Regions from separate parts of the Zea mays genome. Here region 2 is linked to region 1. The links are chromatin contacts, called in public Hi-C maps. All regions are on one chromosome and are shown on one strand. The core of a region is the stretch at or near the end of the contact, and the rest is flanking DNA. Distances in the headings are between cores, read along the strand shown. Region 1 holds the start of LOC100502230. Region 2 holds the start of LOC100279308 (Mini-chromosome maintenance complex-binding protein).

Region 1 (3,966 bases), core at 1,098-3,597:
TACACCGGCTTACTCATCTTATCCCCTATATCTTATTCTATTATATTCTCTATTTCAAGCTACAATGAATTGTTTTACACGACCATATATATGATATGCTGATGGAGCGCAGAATCTTTTTTTCCAAAATTTGTTTAGACGTGCTTCGGACTTCGGTATATATTTTCTCTCTCTCTAGTGCACGCGTAAGGTGACCATCTTAGCTGGTGCATGTGCCTATTCTCATCTGTTTGGGTCAGGAGACCTGCAAATTGTTTTCGATTTACTGAGGCTAGATCAGATCCTTTTATGACAATTATTAATTCTGGTAAATCTGGCTGTATGAATGCGTTCTTCCATATTTTGTAACGTACTTTGGGCTTATATGTGCAAGGCCCTCGTCCTTGTATATTAATAATTTCCGCAGATAATTTTACTTATGCTAAATGCCTAGCTGTGTTGTTCAATTATTACCATCTCCACATGCATGACAAAATTACATTCAAGGAATGAATAAATAATGTACAATTTGCAGAGATAGAAGGTAGGTTTATCATTTCTAGCCTTTCTTCGAAACCGCAGTTGACATCAGAATGTACTCGATTATTCCTACTGTGGTGGCCCCTCTGCCCTCAATCGATGCCTGCATGTGTCCATCTAGGTGTAAGCCATGTTACGTGGATCACAAACAATATCTTTTTACTAAATTGACTAGGCTCAGTCCTCACCCAATTGTTGGGTGGATATGGGTTGACAATAATTGACATTATAGTAGCTTACTAGCTTGTGTATAGTTTCTGCCTTGGAATAGCAGTTATGTCTGTGCTCTTGGGATTATTCTTGTTATGTTTGTGCTGTTGAGAGTACCTTTGTTAAGCGTTGTATGTTGGACAACTTCATACATATTTACATGCAGCGGCTGCAATTATATATTCCCTTTTCTAAAAAGTTTCAGCTTGACTCCTGAACTTCTGATGCCTGTGGGGACAGAACAATTCTGTCATCTTGGCCGTGAATTAGGCTCTCACCTAACAAGGAACTGAAGGGATAAGTAGGAAGTAGCTGCAACATCTTTTGTGCTGTGGTGTGTGATAGCCAAGTCATAGCCATACCCGGCCTGCTCCATGAATGAGTTTCCCAACTAATATTCGAGCCAAAGTGATCAGGGTACTTCATCTCCATTAGACATCAGTCCACCTCAAACCTGTTTAGGTTTACCTTGAGAAGGCATAGTAGTTAACGCAACAACCTTACTTATCATTATCTAAAAACACCTTACTTATATGTCTGTGAGATAGGCGATCTGTGTCAAACTAGATGTCTATTTCATCATTTTTTTTTCATGGCAGCTAATTGTGTACAATAAGCACTAAATGGCCTGTACTCATTAGTCGAAAGCTGTTACATTACTCATAAAAGAATGTACTTCTGTTCTTTCGCACATCAATGACTCAAAACGAGGTACAATTGTATCGTGGTAGTGAATTTTTACCCTCCCCCCCCCCCCCCCCCCCCCCCCAAAAAAAAAACCATGTTGGGTTCCTGACGTTGATCAATTTTCTGGTCCTGAGCTTTCTGGAAACCCATCGCTGTTTGGTTAGCTGATAAAGACATAAAGTCATAGTTGATAAAGATATGATCGTTCCCATCTATTTGTTAACCAATCAATGTTTTGGTCCCTGCATTTTGGAGGCTGATATGCTGAACCCTTTTCATCCTCCGCTAATATATGCATGCAGTACAGCTCAGCTCTACAGGTAGGCAGCACAAGATCTGCTTCCTACCTATATGATTGCAAGTTGATCCATCATACTTAACCTCATGCCATGCACAGCTTTTGAAAATGTTTCCTGTGGATGTAACTGGTTGCTGTTTCCTGTTACTGTCTCCATCATTCTAACAGTTCTTTAGTGGTGACATCGAACACTTGTTCTTATGCTCACTGTCAATCATGACCAGGTCAACTACAAGGAGATCTTATTTTGGTTACAATGAAGCGCATGCATAGAATGCAAACGAGAAAGTCCCATTCATGGTGGTGGGACAGCCATATTAGCCCAAAGAACTCCAAATGGCTAGCTGAGAATTTGGAAGGTAACGACTCTGTTTTTTATTGAATGACAGTATGCACCGACACTTGTTCAATCTGCAGTGACTTGTTCAATGTTCATGTATCCCGCAGTATAATAATACCATAGCACAAACTTTCCTGACCTTTTCTTTTCTGACGAGTAGAGATGGACAAGCAAGTCAAAGAGATGCTGAAGCTCATAGAGGATGAAGGTGATTCTTTTGCCAAGAAGGCTGAGATGTATTTTCAAAGAAGGCCTTTGCTTGTAAATCATGTTGAGAACTTCTATCGCATGTACCGTGCTCTTGCTGAGCGCTATGATAACGTGACTGGGGAATTGCGCAAGGGTCTTGCGCTGCAGTCTCAGGGCTCTGGTATATCCGAAACTGATTCCGAGACACAATCAACTTCATCGTGTCCAGAGCCTAACATGGAACAGAACACAGCAAAACCGAAGCGTGATGTGCTCCTTGGTTCTGGTGGGAGCTCAGACATTTCCAAGAAGGAGAGTGATGGATCATCTTCTTCTTCTTCAGATTCTGATTCAGAGGTTGACGAGGCAAGTGAAGAAAATGGCAATGGGATTTCTTATATAAGTGATGAACGGATTGCTGAGCTGGAAGATGAGCTTCAGGAAGCAAGGCAACAAATTGAGGCGCTTGAGGTAAAGAACATGCACTGCCAGTGTGAGAAACTTGAAGAGAGTCTCAAACAAGTTAGCAATGAAAAGGAAGATCTGGTAGCTGCAATTCTGGCAAGCAAGAATGAGGTCGAGGATCTAAAAGGAGACATGGTCTCGGCAGCTAAACATTTTGAAGCCCAACTAGTGCACCGTGACCATGAGATTGAGAAGTGCAAGCAGGAGGCTGAGCAAGTTTCTGAAAAGTATTTCCATGAGAAATCCACTCTCGAATCTGAAATCCAAAGGCTCCAGGAAGTTGTTAAGAGTTTTGAAGAGAACCTAACAAAAGTTGCTGATGAGAAATTGCAGCTTGAGGCCCAGCTAAAGGAACTTGAACAGACTTCTAATGATTTAGATGACTCTTCTGCTGAGATTATAAAGCTACAAGAAATAATCAAGGATCTGCAAGAAAGATTGGAAAATGACTCAAACGAGAAGAGTGTACTTGAGGAACGTGCTATGGAGCTGGAGCAAGTTCGTAGGCAGTTAGAGGATTCAAGAGCTGAGGCTAGTATGGAGCTACAAACTACAATTAAGAACCTGAATCAAGTTCTTCAAGAGAAAGCAGAACTTGAGAATCGTATGAAGGATGCGGAGCAGGCAACCAGCGACCTAAACTCCCTGGTCGCTTCCCTCGACGGCAAGCTGAAAGCCACAGAGGCGCAGCTCGAACAGCTTCACGCGGAGAGAGCAGAAGCAATCCTCGAGAGCGAGAAACAGGTATCCGAGCTGAACCAAGCCATCGCCCGTCTCAAGACGCAGCTGGAGCTGCTGTCTTCGGAGAAGGCCGCAGTCGAGAACAAGGCGTCCGCTCTGCTGACCGATGTCGCCGTTCGCGACGAGAAGCTGAAGGAGACGGACCGCCACCTGCACCAGCTGCACCTGGAGCACGTCGAGCTGATCGGAGCGGCGGACGCCGCGCGGGAAGACGCGTCGGGCCTGCGCTCACGCGTGCGCGAGCTCGAGGTGGAGGTCGAGAGGCAGAGGCTCATGGTGGCAGACAGCGCGGAGGGGAAGCGCGAGGCGATCAGGCAGCTGTGCTTCTCGCTCGACCACTACCGCCACGGGTACCAGCAGCTCCGGCTGCTCCTGCAGGGCCACAGGCGGCCCCGGCCCATGGTGATGACAGCGTGATGAGTTGAAGTGGTTGTTGTCCTGGATGTTGGGACTTGGGAAGTATGTCGAAACTCTTGACTTGAAGCTGCTGCTTCTCGGTGTGTTGTCCTGACGACAT
Region 2 (3,966 bases), core at 453-2,952, 210 kb after region 1:
ACATTATTTATTCTACTTGTTATTTACAACAAGAAATAAATAGAATAAAAATATGAAGCATGCATACCAACTAAAATTATACAAAAGTTTCATCCGACATGTACGGTAGCTTTGATCGACCCTCTTTTTTTTAATAGTTAAAAATGTGCATGGGCACATCTTTTTGTATATGATGGCATGCGAAAATCAATATTTACATGCACACAACCGCACGTATTTCGGGTTTTTTTTATTACTCGCCGCGCACATGCACAACGCACTCAAGTGGCAGCCACTTTGACCGGGCATTTTTCTTTTGTTGGATCCTGCCGCATGAATAGGTCTAGCTCAACTGCTCACAAATTCACGCGATTTGTTCTTATCCAAACAAAATGGCGAGGAAATAAATGGTCTCACAGACTCACGGTCAAGGAACACAGGCCCCATGTGCATGCACAATCGCCTCCTGGGCAACTGTTAGATAGTGAGATCCATTTTTCGCGTAGGAGCTGTTGGCCGCTCGTCTCACACGGTCAAAGGAAGATCTGAGAATGACACTGAAAGCATGGCTAGCATGCAGGCTGCCACATGCGCCAGGCCATCACCGGTCTCTGTTGGTGGGCGTGGTAAGCGTGGAAGAGAACATAGCCCTCGGGGTACGAGTGCACCAACGCGACGCTTACTGGGCGTATTCCTTCGGCGTGAGCGCAGGCCCGACGAGGCTCCGACGCTCGGTCCATACATTTGATTTGTCACGTGTTCATGATTCACGAGATCAACACAAGAAGAATGGATGAGAAGTTCCAGATCTTTTACCACTCGATTATACGGAGGAATCGAAGTCTATCGCGTAGGACAGTTCGGCTAGGCCGGAGGACCTGCCGGCTTGACGGAGAGTTGACGTAGATCAGATCCGCAGCAACGTCGAGGTAGAGCGTGCTGATAACGTGTTTGAAAACTACGTTACCACGGATCACCAGATCCGCTCCCTTCCCTCCCGTCAGCAGTAGAGGCGCGAGAAGCTATAGAAGACCCGTCTCCCTTCCCATAAGCACGACAGAGAAAACACATGAGACACTGGATATATGGTTGGGCCTCTGGCCTCTTTCTCTTCTCTATTCCATATGAGGGGTACATGTTCTATATATAGAGACGCGATAGCCCTCAGAGCTATATTCGGTATTTGCCCACATAACCCTTCATTAGGGTTTCTCAACAAAAGCCACCTGGGCTGACGGCCACTCGGCGCTGCGCTCTGCCCCTCTCCACCGCTCTCAAAGCCGCAAGCCTCAACCTGATGCAACTCTCAACGTGGATTAGCGTCAGGAGCGGGCGGGAGGTGCTTGCCGAAGACAGAACTGTGGGGCCCACCTGTCGGCTTCGGTCCAACGAAGTCTCAACTCTCAACGTGGATCAGCGGTTGAAGCATTTTGCTTGCCACAAGCGTGTTCCAGGGATGGAAATACCTTTTTAGGCCCATGTCATTGCTTAGAAGAACTTACAAACTGGATCTTCATGGGCTACACATTGTGGACAACAGCCCATTTAAAACTGGGCCTAGTCCGGCTCAAGGGACTTACTTATCTAGCCCAAGCCCAAGAGCGATGGCGGGAAGCTAGGAGGAAACGGCGGGAAGCGCCGCCGCCATGGCGCCAAACCCCCCCAGTCGCTATAACACCCCGCCCCTAGCCCTCTCGCCCCCTCGCCTGCCCACCTCCCTCGCCATCGCTAGTCTCAAACCACAACCCTAGAGAAGAAGAAGAGAGAGAGAAAGGGAGATGGTGGGGCTGCAGTACGATCTCGTCGGGAACCCATTGGGCGCGGTGCGCGCCACCTTCGAGAGGACGGCCGCCGCCGCTGCAGCGCAGTCTGGAGGAGCTGACCCTGTGGCGGCGTTCCGTGGCAAAGACTGGGGCGCCGGTGACCTCTTCCGCTCCTTCCTCTTCGAGCAAGACGGTCTTGGCAAGGTGAAGGATCAGTCCTTGTCCTTTCTCTTTTCCCCGGTACTTGACACTGATTTGCCTATGGATCTGGCCATTGGGCGGTGGCGATTCAAGATATAAATTGACTAGTAGTTGCATAAATCGTGTCCCATTTAATTTGGATGCACTGCACAAACAAGGTCATGTGTTAGGGTTTTCATATTCTGGGGACTTGGGGAGGAGTAAAGGGTCTCCCTTCTGGTGTACGCATTTTCTTATCGTTTTTTTTTTGTAAGTGAGGCTTCTAATGCCAAAGCAAAATCAATTCCAGGTTCCGGTGTTGGATTCGTCAAATCTTGGATTGATCAAACCGAACACCCTGGTCCGGTATCGGGGAATGGTTCAGGATATGCTTGGGAATGAGTACTACATTGGTGCTTTCAAGGTACTGGACTAAGGCTCATAAGCTCTTGTGGAAACTGCCACTAGTGCCTGCTAAGCTTTTGCACTGTATCATGTGTAGGATGGGTCAACTTGGAGGACAAACAAGTACACTGACTTCTCACCGTACTCAATGCCGCATCCTTGTGATTCACATCTTTGGGAGCGCCATCTCTTCCACTGTGTGCCTGTATGTTACTGCTTCCATGGCATTTGTTCTCCATTCCGTAACCCTAAAAGTTTTTTTATCAACAGACCAGCAGATGGAAATGAGAATTCACAAGGATTTGTAACTGGTTTATTGCAGGCACCTGGACAAAATTCTTGGACACTGGAGTCTTCACCAGGACCTGATGTCTGCAGGATGTCGAACTGTTTGGCACCTGAACTAAGAGAGAAAAGGAAGAGAGATGGAGATGACGATGCCATGGATGTATGTTTTCACATGTTTCTTGTAAATAAAATGCAGCTGCTATTCCTAATACTCACTGTTGAAATGTTGACATTTGCTGTATTTCTATCTTTTGACAGGTTTCAGAAAATGGCCATGGCAATTCTTCATTCTGCAAGAAGCCGGTAAGAGTTGACATTTATTTGATTTCAGTTACATTATTAACGGTAAATACTAAATGATCATGTTTGTCTCATGGAGCATATATTCATACTTTCTTATATGTTGATGTGGGTACACCAGAATTTCATAAATGTATATGTATCAGTTTCTTGCTTGTTTTTTTATTTGGGAGCTTCATCTAGCAATAACCCTGAATATGTTGTCTTGTAATTGCTCCGAATATAGTCAGATATCATAACAAAATAGGACAGTTGATAAATCTGATTTAGTTATGCATATCTGCTTATTTTTCTTCTAATGTTGAATTATACGAAGTGGCTATTAATCTGATTTAATCTCTATTCTCTTTGCAGAAGGAAGGTGATGTTCATGTCTCTTCCAGTTCAACTGAAGTGGCAGGAACCATTCCAGAGATGAATGGAGGCGATCATCATATACCTGGAAGCTCCTTTTCATGTCTAGTGAAGGTGATGACCTAGAATTTTGTGAATGAAATACAAATGATCAGATTTATTTGGTTTTGGTTCAGTTATGTTATTGATGACCGACTCCTTTATCTCTGTTTCAGTTATGTTGTTGATGATTGACTCCTTTATATCTTTGTTGCAGATCTATGACATGCCTGATAGTCAAGTGAAATTAAATGATGTTATTGAGTTTATTGGCGTATATACATTTGACCCAGAACTTGCTGCTCCTAGTGACAACCCAGATGATATAATGTTAGACCTCATCGAAGATGTAACAGTTCAGTTGCCTCCGAGCAAGGTATGAATATACATGATACCTGAGGTCATGTATGACATGGGAAAATGTTAGTGTACCTTTGCTTAGTTTTTGCCTTAACTTTTGATTCCTTGAAATGATTATACAGGTGCCACGTCTTCACTGTTTGGTATGGAGAAAATTATCATTCCATGATTTTATTTCAAGGCCTGTTGTTGAGGTAGATATTAACAATTTTGTTGTCATGCCATCTGTAGTGTATTTGCTACTTTAACCAGCTTTTGCCCACTGACTAATAAAAAATATTCTGTTATTTGTTTTGGT

What was found. Hi-C and Micro-C count contacts between places; a contact is called where the count stands out from the background.
Region 2: a Hi-C map of tassel shows a contact between it and region 1, with 3 times the contacts expected there. The contact joins the promoter of LOC100279308 here to the promoter of LOC100502230 in region 1. A contact is called at or near these places in 2 of 25 Hi-C or Micro-C datasets (ear and tassel).

What each region holds. Positions count from the first base shown.
Region 1 is chr3:13,431,860-13,435,825 of Zm-B73-REFERENCE-NAM-5.0, forward strand. LOC100502230 reads left to right here and starts at 2,348. Exons shown (of 1, transcript NM_001196707.2): 1 at 2,348-3,966. The coding sequence starts at 2,481. The coding sequence ends at 3,866.
Region 2 is chr3:13,644,203-13,648,168 of Zm-B73-REFERENCE-NAM-5.0, forward strand. It overlaps LOC100279308 (Mini-chromosome maintenance complex-binding protein), which reads left to right and starts at 1,703. Exons shown (of 14, transcript NM_001152329.1): 1 at 1,703-1,946; 2 at 2,233-2,346; 3 at 2,425-2,532; 4 at 2,650-2,775; 5 at 2,874-2,918; 6 at 3,270-3,383; 7 at 3,526-3,684; 8 at 3,791-3,862. The coding sequence starts at 1,758.